Linked DNA regions of Mus musculus: region 1 is linked to region 2. The links are chromatin contacts, called in public HiChIP or PLAC-seq maps. All regions are on one chromosome and are shown on one strand. Each heading gives the region's core, a stretch centred on a gene start, on an enhancer-like site or on the middle of the called end of the contact. The rest is flanking DNA. Distances are from core to core; before and after follow the strand shown. Region 1 overlaps Mcph1 (microcephaly, primary autosomal recessive 1). Region 2 overlaps Mcph1 (microcephaly, primary autosomal recessive 1).

Region 1 (7,081 bases), core at 1,287-3,786, 96 kb before region 2:
GGGAGCACGAGGAGCCCTGCAGCCAGGGGCTGTTCCTCCTCCCTCAAGCTCTGCTTTTCACATGGCCCAGACTGAGGCATGTGGAACTCTGAGAACCACGGGATCTAACTCCCACGTAGCAGCCCGAGGCTTCCCAGACGCAAGCTGTTCCCCAGGCCGGAAGACCCACATGTAACGAGATCCTGGAGACAAGAGGACAGGTGAGGTTTGCCGGGCTAGAGGAGGACTTCTGAATACGTTAGTTATCAAGGTGGAAAGGCCATTCTCTCAGAGCAGTGCTGAACAGCTGTGGAAGAGCACATCAGGTCCTCCTGCCCCCGCACCCATATTTCCCCATTCACCAACTAGATGAGGTCTCTAGTTTTCCTCATTCAGACTGCTGGGTCAGCTGCTTTAGGCTCTGGGCTATGCTGTATTGTGAAACTTAATTCAGTTTTTCAAGGAGTAAATTACACAGCCTGCAGTCCACTCATCCCAAGTGCACACTTTGATGAATGTACTCTCACATGTCTGTAACGACACCCTAGCCCGGCATACAGAGGGGGCCCAGCATAGCTGATGGGGTTGGGTTCCTCTCACTGGCTGGTTCTTTTCCGCTCAAGGCTAATCTTTATTTTGCTACCCATGATAGGTTTTAGATTTCCTATAACTGGAGCAGTGCAGCCTGTACTTCTGCTCGGTGATTCTATTTTTCAATGGCTCATTCACGCTGTTGCATGCATTGAAATGTGCTTCCGCCATCACTGGGGAGTGATTTGTTATACAGCCAGGTTTTCACACCCATGTGTAAGTTCAGGTGGACGTATGCTCTTTTATGGAAGTCAATACTTCAATACTTCTCTGTTGGCCAAACCCATGTGCTATACCTTACACTGTTATCTTTGGAGTCTATTGTTAGAATGACTTAAAAGCAGACTGGTGTGAAGTCCAAGATCAACTTATTTCCTAATGAAATTGGCCACTCAGGGCCCATGCTGAGTGGTGGTCGTGCTGTTCAATCTGGAGGCGTCAAGGGGGAGCTCTGAAGAGAGGGATCACCTCAGTGGGTTGAAGTCCTGGACAAACACGTAATGAATCTCCCCAAGGTTATGGTCAGGGTTAGAACGGAGACAACAGAAGGCCCGAGTGATGGGAAAGTGAGATGGGGGAGGAAGGACGGGCTCGACTGTCCACTAGCTTCTCACTCAGGCCTGATGTTGCTACCTTGCCGCTGTTTTCAACCTTTCCCATCATCAAGGCGTAGGGAAAGACTGGCATATACAAGTTTCCCAAACTAGAGCTTGCTCCTGTGAACTCTGAGAGCTTTCTTCCTTTCGTAGGTCTTCCTGGATAGCACTGCCCTCCAACAGGTGAGGTGTGCTCACTACACACAGCTCACACGGCTCAGAACTTCTCTCTGAGAGCCGGCTGTCCCCTGCTGCCAGGGCAGTTACCAGGACTACTCGACATGCAGGGAAGGTACCAGGAGAACAGAGTTCCTTGGCTGAAACTGGCCCACGTGGGGCTCCTGGCTGCTGGGGATAAAGGGTAGGGAGGATTCGGGTCCTCACTTCTGCTTTTCCATTGTATTTCCAAGGCAGCTGTTGCCTTAGTAGGGACTTTGCCCTCTAAGGCAATGTGAGTCATCAAAGAGGCTGGGGGCTGAAGGATTGAGGAATGGGGAAAGATCTTGGTTGGTCTGCACCTCGCAGCTGGAAAATACTGGAACAGAAGCAAAGCACTGGGAGCAAATTCTCCACTTCAGCTCTAACTTTGGCCTTGAACGTCACCCCAGGTGGGGGCCAAGATTCAGAGGAACGAAACACTCAGAATGTGGATCCCAACAAGCAGTAAAACCCCAGGGCAGGTCCTTCTACCAGGGGACTCAGTAAGTGACAGAGATGCAACATTAAAGCTGGCACCCACACTTTGTAAACTTGACACTGAATTCCTACAGCCGAAGGAAACTGTCGAGATCAAATTAAAGCAGATCATGGGGATTTAGGCCAAGTCACAGGATAACCGCAGTGAGCTTTGGCTTGAAAATGGGGCAGGATGAGTCATATTTTGATTAAGACAAACAGATCTAACAATACGAAAAAAACAAAAACCAAACTCTACTACTGCAGTCTTCTGTGTTTGCCCCTCATTCCCACAAAGTACGCCAAGCAGGGCAAACTCTGAGTGAACTGTGGGGCTAATGTCATTGTGGCTCTGAAAAAAGAGGTCCACTTAGATGGCCTCAGTGATATCATTAATGAGCCCCCAAAGAAGTAGCAGACTGGGCCAGCTGCTCTGTGATCCCAAGTGGTACCACAGCCCCTAGCCTCACTGGTAAGTAGAATATAATTCTTAAAACTCACTGTCCCCCTTTATTTTGTGAGTAAAAATCCAAGCACGCAGGAGAAAAATCAGTTCTGAATGGCACGCTTTTTATAACTTGTGGCAGCAGGGTGAAAGGGCACAGGAATTTTCCACTAGCTTCCAACTGAACAGCCCTGCATGCAAGGCAAGAGGGCTGGGGAGAGGGGCAGACCTCCGAACTGCATCTAATTATGGGAAAATGACTCAGGTCCCTTGTACTTTCACCACAAGCTTCTGGAGAGGCACGCCGAGGCTTTCCCTCAGAGACGGCTGTGGCGCTCAAGTCAATGTGGCTTTCCTATATAACTGAGTGTCCTAGAATTGTTCACCTAAGAACAAGTGAGGACTGGATGGGCGCACTGTAAATCATGAGCAAGCAGTAGTTGGCAAGATCGCCCTTTGAAAGCCAATGCCCACTTCTGCACTTCTGCCTACCACAAAATGCACTGGCCAGGGGCAGGCGGAGTCCCACGGCACCACACGCTGCTCTGAGAACATGCCATCAGGTACTTGGGAAAGCTGCTCACCTGAAGGGGGATAGGGCCTCAAAGCATCACAAGCTAGAAAAACACTCAAGTCTAAGACCTCTTCTAAGGCCCCGCTAAGGTCTTAGACACTCTGCACTTCTGTTCATGTTTCTAGTTTGCTGACAAGCACACAGATAGCAACTAAAGGCAATGTCTTGACTGGAGGCAGGGAAGGAGGAGGAGGGCTGGGTCTCCAATCGAAATCCCACAGAGGGCAAGGCTCTGGCCAATGTGTTTCCACTTTTCTTAGTTCCTGGTATCCAGAGTGTCTCAGTAATTATTACTTCTTTCATAGCACCCCTAGGTTGAAACAAATACTTAATAAATGAATTGACTAGTACATTAGGTCCAAATGATTTAAACACTTAGCAGTCATTTCAACACATAAATGCACACAAACTGCAAGAAATAAATGACCCTTTGTTTACTTTTTTTTTTTTTGACAAAGTATTGTTATGTAGTCCAGGCTGACCTTCAGTTTGCCTCAGCCTTCTGAATGGAGTTGTTTCTTAAGTATGAATGGAGTGGATTTAGCCTATAGGCAGCACAATGTTCCTTTGGAGTCAAAGTGGACACTGCCCCAGTGAGTTCTAGTTCATCTTCTATCCTGCCAGGCTTGCTTTCTGCAAGAGCGGCCACCAGAAACTCAGCTTCACAGAAGGACGATCAGACATTACAACTGGGGGGCTCTGAGCCTCTGGCTCCTCTAACAGTAGACAGAGTTGAATGCTGTGAGTTTTCCTTGAGCATTTTAAAACTCCCCTCCATGGTATTGTCTGCTCACTGCAGGCACTCAGGATGCCTTAGTGTGGACTTTGGAGTCTGTGCTAATTTGTTCAACTTGACTCCTCCTCCTCCTCTTCCTCCTCCTCCTCTTCCATTCAGAGCAAGGCCTCATGTAGCCCAGGCTATCCTTGAACTCATTATATAGTGGAGGATGTCCACAAACCTTTGATCCCTCTGCCTCCACCTCCTAAGTCCCAGGAGTACAGGTGTTGGTGACCAAAACTAGCTTATATGGTGCTAGGGACTGACCCCAGAGCTTCATGCACACTAGGTAAGCACTATAAATGAGCACTACAACTTGCCATTTATATGACAAGCTCCTCAGTATCTCTATGTTACTTTTCCCAACGAGGAATGGAAAACTTAAACAAGCTGGCCCAGGAGCTCCTATGGAGCTGAGCTGCAACTTGCCTCTCCGTGGAGATGCCTGCAGGAGAGCTTCAAAGACAGTGGCAAGTCCCTCCCTAGCCACTCGGTCCTGGCACAGCCAGGCTTCCACATTGCTACTCAAAGCATGACACACTTAGTGCACTGGAGGAACCCAAGACAGAATTAAATCCACCCAGCTGGCTCGTATCACTTCCTCAGAGCGCTGCGGCCTCACTCCACCGAGCACCGGGCAGAGCCACCATCCACAGTACAGCTTAAGTTCTCTCTGCCACTGGACTCCATCAAATGCAATGCATGACTCAGACATTTCTTTATTTGTTATTTATTTTTAGACTAATGGGAACTGTATGAATTCTTTCTTGGGCTTCCAAGGGCACATGCCTTTTATGCTTGATCCGGAAAGAGTCATGTTTCGGAATGCTAAATTACAATTTACCTAACTGAATCCTTTAACTGTCCTCAGGCAGCTAGAACAGTTTCATCCACAGTTCAAGGCCAGTGAACTTGAATCCCCAAGTTCATGCTCCAGGCGTTACGCAGGTAGTCCCAGGTAAAAGGTACAAACTCACCCATGTTAAGCAAATACTCCCGATCACAGCTAAATACATTAAAGGTTTCATTTTCAAACATCTTGTCCTTTAACGTTCTTCTGGTTGAGTCAGAAAATGCAGGGAATACATAGGGCATGATAACGTCAAGCTCACAGTTTGATATTATCTTTAAAATGAGAATTCATCCGATAATTTATACCTAGGTCAACATGTGAAATATCCTGTCTGTAATCTTTGTGTGTGCCTGTGTGTGTGTACATGTATGTGATTATTTAAGCATACACAAAGCTGTCTCCTTTGGCCTAAGCATACACACACTCACACCCCCCTTCCCCCACCCCCTCCACATATGCATGCACAAAAAAAAAATCAAAAGAAGAAATATGTTCAGTTTGGCACAGTATGCCTTCACTTCATGGCCAACTGTTTTCTGCTGTTGATACTTGGAGAGTAGCTTCTCTCCTCCAGCATGAATGACAGCCCGCAGCACACATGTGACCAACTCTCCCTGAACAGGAGTGAGCAGCAACACAGCAGCCCTAAGCAGAAATGCTGTGATGAGAAGCTCGGCACAGTGTGTATTCTGTGGTAGACACTTGCTTATTTTGGGTCAGGAGACATAATTAGACACTCACTGATTTGCCTGAAGTCATAATCACCATTTGCCGTTTCCGGTTGAGCCTCTTCTCAGTGGAATCAAACAACAGCCATCCACAGAACTCGGGGCATGTGGTTTGCAGGGCAGTTTTGATGGACTACAAGCCACAGGCAGAGTGAAAACATGCTCAGGGCTTTTTAACAGCCTCACAGAGGGAGCCGTGGTCCCTGTTTAACAATCAAAATTTAAATGGCTCAGAGTAAACACACGGATAGGTACTTAATATGCTGCCTATCAAGTCTCAGACCAAGAAAGGAAGGTAAACTACAGGTAGGAAAAAAAGTTACACCATCGACAGCTTTGTCTCCTTATCTGAGTGAGTGTTGGGTACAGCCACACCTCCCCTGACTGCTGCTTAAATCTCAGTTGTCCAGGCTTGCCTTAGTTTGCTACATAGCTGAGTATGACCTCGTCCTCCTGACTCCATCCTGGGATAACAAGTGTGCCCCACTACGCCTGTTTTTAAAGCAATGTTGAGGATCAAGCCAGGGCTTCCTGAATGAGGGGCAATCGCTCTTGTCAACTGAGCCATAGTCTCAGCTCCTGAAGTAGTTCTTTAAAAATTAAGTATACACACATATCCAGATATGGTTGGCTCTTCCCTTCAATCCCAGATTTGGGAGGTAGATTGAGGAAGGAGGGTCATGAGTTCAAGGCCAGGTTTACCAAATGTTCTAAAGTTCTAGGTCAGCTTGGGTTCCGTAAAATAAAATAAAATAAAAAATAAAATCCTACTAGTAAGATTTAAGATGAGTTTGTTAAAAAGTTTAAAGACATATTTTAACCTTAAAAATTGATGCACGAAACAGGGCTTTGTGAAATAGTTTGTATTTCTAATGTGAGTTATAAAAAGACTGGTCACTTTTAGCTTCAGCAAGACACAGGCACATGTGCGGTCCTGTGAAATATGTGCACACAAGGGATTACAAGTATGAAAATAAATATGAAAAAAACTGTAGTCTTAAACACTTGGAAGAGTGGGAACGGAACCAGAGGTTAAAGGAGAGATAATCTAATCAAATAGAAGAAGATGATTTCCCCCCTAACTAGGTCAAAAAAGCATAGTTTTGTTGTAATGAAATCATTAAATGAAAAAAGCTGTGGCCAAAATGAGGAGCAGGATCTGGTCTTAGACTTCCTGGCATCACACTGCAGTGTCTCTCCAGGTCTGCACCTACACATTAATGCAGAGGGGACACATACACATATGTCCCTGACAGGGGGATCCACGCCTTCTAACTAAGGGCAAAGCATAGAGAAGGATGCTCGCTCACACACGAGAATGAAAACTATCCAGGAGAAAGGCACCATCCACACTGAGGAAATGCCTTCCAAGGCATCCAGTTCAGGATGGGGCAAAGCTACAGTGTTAAGGGTAAAAGACATCAGGGGCACATCACCATAGGCAAAGGACATGAGGGGCACATCACCATAGGCAAAGGACATGAGGGGCACATCACCATAGGCAAAGGACATGAGGGGCACATCACCATAGGCAAAGGACATGAAGGGCACATCACCATAGGGAAAAGGACATAAAGGGCACATCACCATAGGCAAAGGACATGAAGGGCACATCACCATAGGCAAAGGACATGAAGGGCACATCACCATAGGGAAAAGACATGAGGGGCACATCACCATAGGGAAAAGGACATGAAGGGCACATCACCATAGGGATAGGACATGAGGGGCACATCACCATAGGGAAAGGACATAAAGGGCACATCACCATAGGGAAAGGACATGAAGGGCACATCACCAAAGGCAAAGGATGGCAGGCACACACCCTCATAGTTAAAGGGATATCAGGTGCACTACTTATT
Region 2 (7,253 bases), core at 916-3,415:
CAATTCCTTAAAATAAAAGGAGAGGGGGAAGGACTTAAATTATAAAGATTAAGGACAGATTTAAAATACGAGCACAGTATTACACACTGGCAGAACAAACAATACTTGGGAAATGAGGCTCACATACTTTCACTATATCCTGTGGCTATGTTCTCCTTTTCTTCTACAGACTTTTCTACATTACAATCCTCTCCCAAACTGAGATTACAGATGTGTACTTCATCTTCAGGAGAGGCTGATGCAGGAGGCGTGCTACCTTCTTTGGGGGAGCCTTTTCCATCACCTGGGTCTCTGGTTTCTGTACTATTTCCTTTCAAGGGTGTGATGTGGTGGGCAGAACTAGACAGGGTGTCAGGGTGGCTGCTTCCCTCTGGGCCTGTGTCATCCCTCAGCTGAGGGCCAGGCTGACTGCAAAGCCCTGGGCTGTCGTTAGCAGAGGTCTCCACCAAAAGCAAGCAGGTAGAAGCTGTATTCACTTCCTCCTTGACAGGTTTCTCAAGACTAGAGGCACTTTTTGAAATTAAGTCACTAATGCTGCTGATGGATCTGTGCTTTTCACCAATGCAGGTAAAATCACACATTTCCAGCATGTTTCTTCGCTCCCACTTTGAGAGACCTCTGCAGTGGAACAGAGAAGGGCTTGCTAGTTGCTGAGCCTCAGGAGGAAGTCTCTCCGAATTCCTCTCCTTGAGATTATCAGGGGAAAAATAGTCCTCATAGGAAGAAGCCTCAACGTCAGGAGTTCCCGGAATGAGTCTGATTGTGGACGGCGGGCTCTGGTCGGACTTGAATAACTGTATTGCCAGAGCAGACTTTCTCTTGTACCTCTTCTTCAGTTTTCCTTTTGGAGATGAACCCAAGTCCGCTGCCCTTTTTCTCTTTGCAGAAGAATTCTTGGGTCCCAACCGTACTTGGTGTTCTTCTATGATGGACATCGTAGGAGACAGACAGAGCTTCTCATCAGGCACCCCCTGAGATACACCTGCAGCTTGCTTTCTCTCGGAATCAGCTACCGCACCTGTAGCATCCTTCTGACAGTTGATGCTCTCCTTTGAAGGACTGTCTGGAGCTTTCTGAGGACGTGGCTGCCTGAGATGGTTGGGTGATGCTGAGCCATAAAAACTGCTTGCCCTCAACACAGGTGAGGAAGGGCATGTCACCGTGGTCATCTCATTAGCAGATCTTCCCAGTTTCCTTTCTTGATCTCCACAGGAATCACCGAAAGATGAGTGGGAGCCACTGGCAAAGGATTCATCTGCAGAGATCAACAAAGAATCGCCTTTAAAATGTGCAAGTGACCAGACAGGGTGTCACTGGTCATTGTGTAACTCTAGCTGGCTTGGAACTCAAGAGAGAGTCTGTCCCTGCCTCCTGAATGCTGGCTTGGTTTAAAGGTATGTGCCACCATGCTTGGCTAGGCTTTGGTCTTCTATAAGCCATTTCTCCTCATAAACAGAACACGGCTCCTCATATCTGTCCCCTGTTCTTCCATCAAGTCCTCATGTTTTATTTATATTTCAAATGAAGCATGTGGGGCTCTCAATATTCCGATCTCTCATGAAGTCTGCACTTCTCTCAGAAGTAATGATACGCTGTCCATCACCTCTGCAGGCTCCCCACTCTGACCCCAGCTTTCTGACACATTTTGCTGTGGGTAAACACAACTCATCCTTCAAAACCAGCTCAGTGTCAGTGTCACCTGTGACTCTCCTGATCCTGTCAGGTCACAGTGCTAGCCCCTCCTGGGACTCAGCATGCTACTGTCCTCTCATTATACTGAAGTACTAGAGGGCAGTCAGCACTTTCTGCTCACTTTCCTGAACCTGTGGTCATTACTCAGACCCAGTTCTACTGGTACAGTGCTGCCCAGCTGAAGGCTTCCTTTTTTAGAGAAAAGACACCATCTGGAGGCAGTGCTGGGATTCTAACTTAAACAACTCGAGCTCGGCTTTCAGAGCAGAGTGGTGGCAACAGAGATATCCTGTCCTTGAAGCTGTGCTCTGGGAAGGGAGGGGCAAAAGCAAAGGTCAGCTGATACTGGGCCTCTGCTGAAGTGCTTCCAAGACAGCAGTTGGAGTGATACTGAGATTTACTCTTAGGAACTGAATGCATTAATCACTCTTCAATAAGCCACGATTCAGTGTGGCACATCACTAAGAGCATAAATTCTTAGACTACTTATGTCAGAAGCCTGGGTGTATCACTCACAACCTCAGGATCTTGCACAATCCACTTGACCTCCTGGTTTTCTCTTCTGTGAAATGGGAGTGGGGATGCAGCCTACCTCATGGAGACTTGGGGTGTGTGTGTGATACAGTGAGACACAAGAACAGTATAGGGAAAGGTAAGCCAGCATTGTTATCGCCATTTGCTTCCAATCTATGGGAGATATAACTGAGCAAAGAAAAGATGAATGGGTAAACAAGCTCAGAACATGCAGGACAGACTGCCAGAATACACCCCACGGACAGGAAGAACACCTAGCTGAATCTCCTCATGTGGCGTTTGAAGCCCTTTTGAACACAGTTGTTTAGGGTTTCCACAGACTTCACTTAGGCCCCCATGGACTTACGTGAGGGAAGTGTAAAGAACTCAACACCTGACAGCTATATAGCCTTGAAAAAAGGTCAAGGGCTCCTATACTATTTAACACAGACTCTTTTCAATAATATGCTTCATGGCTTAATTAAACACGAATAATTCCTCTTTAGTGCTAACTGTGCTCAGATATACATTTACACTGCATTTAAATCATATATAGTCACAAGGATTTCCACAACAAAGCAAACAATCAAACAAATCCCCAGGGAGGGACTAATAAGAGTTCAAGCAGGAGGTCCCCAATACCATAAGACCAAATCTCATGGAGAAACTTAGGTCTACTCAGCTGCTTGAGTGGTTAGAACGGACCACACGACATCTTGGCATGGTGGAGCATTTTTGTAATCTCAGTACTCGAGGAGACAAGGACATGGTTCTAGTTGGAGGCTAGCTGGGTATCTATTGAAGTGCCATGCTAGCCAGAGCTCCACAGAAAAAGTCTAGCTCAAAAAGTACAGTGTGAGAGGAGACACACACACACACTTTTCAAATCATAAGTCTGTTACAAAAACAAAATACATATTACAATTTTACCTGAACTCAAAGGTTGGTGAGAAATGTTCAAGGATGTTTCAAACAGACTGACACATGGATTCTGCTGAGACTGCTCCAACATCTGGGAGGCTGATAACACAATGACAAGTTTCAATAACTGGATGGCAGAATTGCCTACTGGACAGGGACAAGAGCATATCTACCCATTCTGCTCCTGATCCCATATACACAGGAAATTAATCTTACCTTTAGGCTAAGCTTAATATAATTCGAGAACAAAAACTATATCAGTTATACTGTAGATTTAAGACTGACAAAATGAATCCCTATCAATCACTGCCCCACAAACATGATCACACAATCACATGAGATGGGACTTTCAAAATCCAACTTGTATGAAGCTTAAACCAAATTAAGTGAATGTTTTCGGTTTGAGAACTGAAGTTTCTAATATTTACTTCTAAGTAAGTAAAAGTCCAGTGCTGACACAGACAGGGGCAACTGGTTTAGAAAGACTACACAATAACAAATTGTCCCCAAAAGTCAACAGTGTTTCAGTTAAGAAACCAGTTTTAAAGAAAATATCTAGAACATCAATGATTCAATAAATGAGGCTCTAGGCGCTATCTTCAAAAGCTGTCCATACAAGAGACAAAACAAACATATCCAAAGATTTTTAAAATTTATTTTAAATTATGTGTATTTATGTGTTTCTGTGTATGGGTATGGGACATGAGTATAGAAGAGGTACTGGGATCCCTTCTAGTTGTAGTCACAAGATGTTTTGAGCCACCCAACATTCTTCTGGGAACTGTTCTTGTGTCCTCTGGAAGTACAGTACTTAAGCATCCTCTAAAAGTCGTTTTTTCAAAAGGAAAATCAGAGGATGTTTCCCTCAGAAAACTTAATAAAGTGACTATAAAGCAAGGGCATATATACAAAGAAGGTATGGGCAGTCAGAAGTCCTCAGATACTGTGGTTGTTCAGTTGTTCTGATGCTGGGAACTGAACCCAGGGCTTTGTGCACACTAGGCAAGAACTGAAATACATAGCCTTAGCCTTTGTACAGTTACTTTGGAAGCAAAGTGGAGGGGGGGGGTGTTGGGGGCTTTAAATTTTTTATTTTTATTTTTAGGGACAAGCTCATTTTAACAAGTTAATTCAGGCTGACTTTACAAGCTGTTCTTGAGCTCCTGCTCCTCCTGCCTCCAGCTTTGAATACTAGGATTTGAATTACAGACATGCACTCACCACAGTGGCCTTTCAGCTGTGGGGTTTAAAAATCTCTGACTCAGTTCATATACGCGTTGAATCAATTTGGACATGCACATGAGACAGAGCTATATACCTGCTTCAGCTGCCAACAAAACCATGATGGTGTCTCTGTAAAAGCTACAGTTCATCTCAGTCTTACTTGTTACCATGGCTGATACTCATGGACCTGAGATGCAGATGAGTCTAGTGTAGTTTGTAATGGTAGCAAGTGAAGGAAAAGGCTTAATAAAATGCGTATGATGTGGCTGGCATGGTAGTGCATACAGTTAACCGCAGCACTTGGGAGGCAGAGGCAGCTGGATCTCTGAGTTCAAGACCACATTGTCTACAAAGCAAGTTGTAGGGCAGCTAGGGCTATACAGAGAAATCCTGTCTCAACAACAACCACAAACAAAAAAGAATATTCTAATGATCTAAATTAAGTAAGAAATAAACTACGGCCGCACACAGAAGGCACACCTGTATCATTCCAACTGTACATACATCAGCAGAGGAGTGTAAGCAGTGGGGAGGCAAGGCTTTGCTTATTCACAGCATTGCTCATCATCTTATTAAAATGTGCTTACTACTACATAGGTAATTAAAATATTCTCCTTTTAAAGAGACCTGACTAACTTAGTTTTTTATTATTTTATTCTGTAAAAAATGTTTTTTATTATTTATGTGTATATGCATGTCTAAATTACACATGTATGCAGGTTCCCACACAGGCCAGAAGAAGGCACTGGCTCCCTTGGAGCTGGAGTCATAGACAGTTATGAGTTACCCAATGTGGTGCTGGGAACTGGGCTCCAATCCTCTGCAAAGGTACCAAGCACTCTAACTTCTGAGCCATTTTTCCGGCTCCTTACTTTTTTTGAAAAAGAAAAGAGATACTGAAAACGATGAAGGAGCTGCAAGAAGGGAACTGAAGAACACTCAACCTTACAAAGCACATTTCTTCTGGAAAAAAACACTAGAAAGGTCTCCACTGAAATTAAGTACTAAATTCAGGAAGCACTCAAAATGTCTAGGTAAGGAGACTGGGGGTGCAGCGTGATCCCTTGACCCATGCACTGCAGAAAGGAAAAACAGCAAGCACCTAGGGTAGAGATCAAGTAACCTTTCTTCTGTAGTTCGCCAGCAGACATCCTTTTCATTCTACACTGCAGCCACTTACAGGTAGGGGAAAGGTTCTCCCTCTTCTCCTTCATATCCTGCAGTCTCCTCTTCATCACATTCACTGGGGAGCTGTACACCAGTGAGCGAGGGGACTCAAACAGGAGGACAGGAACGTCATCATCTGAAAACAAACTTCCACCGTCACACCTTACCAGCAGTTCCTGGAAGAGCCACCCCCAGCCCCACATTTCTGTTCCCTCCAGTGTTGGTCTCTCTTCCCACAGATAGTCTTACTCCCCCCAAGAACCATGGCACAGCCAGTACAGCTAGCTGCCAGCTGACCCTTGCTGAGCTCAGTTCAGGGCATAAATTAGTCACCAAGCTGTACCCAGGCCCTACATGATGACAGGTGTCAGCATCCTCATGTACAGAGGTAGTCATTGAGACACAGGTAAGGCAATATCATGAACACCACCATACAATTAGCAAGAAGCCAGCAAGCCAGAGTGTGGGTTGGCTCCTAAAACTTGTTTTATATCCAGGTTTTAGGACGTGGTCCTACTGAACACTGCTCATCCTCCACACACACCCACGTGTGAACTTAACCACAGGAAGTGAGCCCAAGGTGTTTCCTACATCATTAAAAGCAAACAAAGTCTATGATTTGTCTGTTTTAGATATGAAACAAGAAGATCTGTGTAGCTGCCATTTGCTACTTTGTGGGTTCTTCTTTCTTCCACCCTTCTCCACCCTTTCAAACCCTAACACTAGATAAGAAAAGGGAGATGGGACAGTGTTATCTTTAACCTACTTCGCCAATTAGGGGCATTGAGTTCCTTGGGGTAAGTTTGATCTTTTCAGTCCAGAATATCTAACTTCTCTGCAGAAGACTACTTAAGAAATGGTGAGCAACCAGTAACCAACCACCAACTCACCCTTCCTCTAGGGGCAGCATTTATCTACCCTCTCAAAAATCCCCAGAATTCCAAACATACAACCACAGAAACTATCCTGAAGCTGGCAAAATCACACACCTCCTAGAGCACAAGGCAAGTCACAGTCAGCTGCTGTGGATAACCTGAAGCAGCCCCGTATCCTACAGCCGGGGTTAAAACAAAAACACATTCCTATAATATTTCTGTGTTTTTCAAAGAAACCAAAATGTCAAAATTGTCATTATAGATGAGGCATTCATTAAAGAGACAGAATTAAGAAATGAGATTGCTGGAGCTGGCAAGATGGCTCAGCAGGTAAGAGCACTGACCGTTCTTCTGAAGGTCCTGAGTTCAAATCCCAGCAACCACATGGTGGCTCACAACCACCTGCAATGAGATCTGACGCCCTCTTTTGGTGCATCTGAAGTCAGCTACAGTGTACTTATGTATAATAATAAATAAATCTTAAAACAAACAAACAAACAAAAAACCAAAAGAAAGAAACAAGATTGCTTTTCTCCTGTAATCCTCCCCAGATCAGGATCCCACTGACTTGATGAGCCGTGAGGACTATCTGATGGCCCTTGCCAGAGGCTCTACCCGTGACTACTCCAAGTGAGAAGGCATGTGCTGGAGCCTCCTTCCTCCCCACCTCCCTGTAGCTGTCAGGCACACGGGATGTGGCTTACCTAGAGCTGCCTTTTGCCTTTGTAGCTCTTCAGCCATTTTCTCAAATTTCTTTTGAAGTCTTTTGTCATTTTCTGGTGTTTTAAGAATAAAATCTTTGGGTTGCATACATTTGTGCTAGGCAAAAAGGTTATAAACATTAGTGAGGGTGTATTGTTT

The links. HiChIP or PLAC-seq counts read pairs in DNA pulled down with a chosen protein or histone mark.
Region 1: a contact with region 2 is called in a CTCF HiChIP or PLAC-seq map of the NIH/3T3 cell line, with 16 read pairs. The contact joins two enhancer-like sites. A contact is called at or near these places in 1 of 15 datasets of contacts at CTCF or cohesin (the NIH/3T3 cell line), 4 of 484 Hi-C or Micro-C datasets (bone marrow-derived macrophages, brown adipocytes, muscle stem cells and 1 more), 3 of 115 datasets of contacts at active chromatin or transcription factors (embryonic stem cells, fibro-adipogenic progenitors and heart atrium) and 2 of 9 other capture datasets (adipose tissue and embryonic stem cells).

Annotation. Positions count from the first base shown.
Region 1 is chr8:18,722,051-18,729,131 of GRCm38.p6, reverse strand. The region is part of intron 12 of Mcph1 (microcephaly, primary autosomal recessive 1); the gene reads right to left. The region is part of intron 1 of Angpt2 (angiopoietin 2); the gene reads left to right. Among named protein-coding and RNA genes, the nearest start is that of Angpt2, 16 kb to the left of the region's middle. Within about 2 kb of position 2,536, at least 69 of the 459 cell types and tissues checked have an H3K27ac peak or open chromatin away from gene starts, as enhancers often do. A contact at or near this core is called in the NIH/3T3 cell line, where this site is marked.
Region 2 is chr8:18,625,518-18,632,770 of GRCm38.p6, reverse strand. It overlaps Mcph1 (microcephaly, primary autosomal recessive 1), which reads right to left. Exons shown (of 14, transcript NM_173189.3): 5 at 7,097-7,211; 6 at 5,531-5,653; 7 at 3,136-3,225; 8 at 128-1,255. Among named protein-coding and RNA genes, the nearest start is that of Gm25763, 15 kb to the right of the region's middle. Within about 2 kb of position 2,165, at least 39 of the 459 cell types and tissues checked have an H3K27ac peak or open chromatin away from gene starts, as enhancers often do. A contact at or near this core is called in the NIH/3T3 cell line, where this site is marked.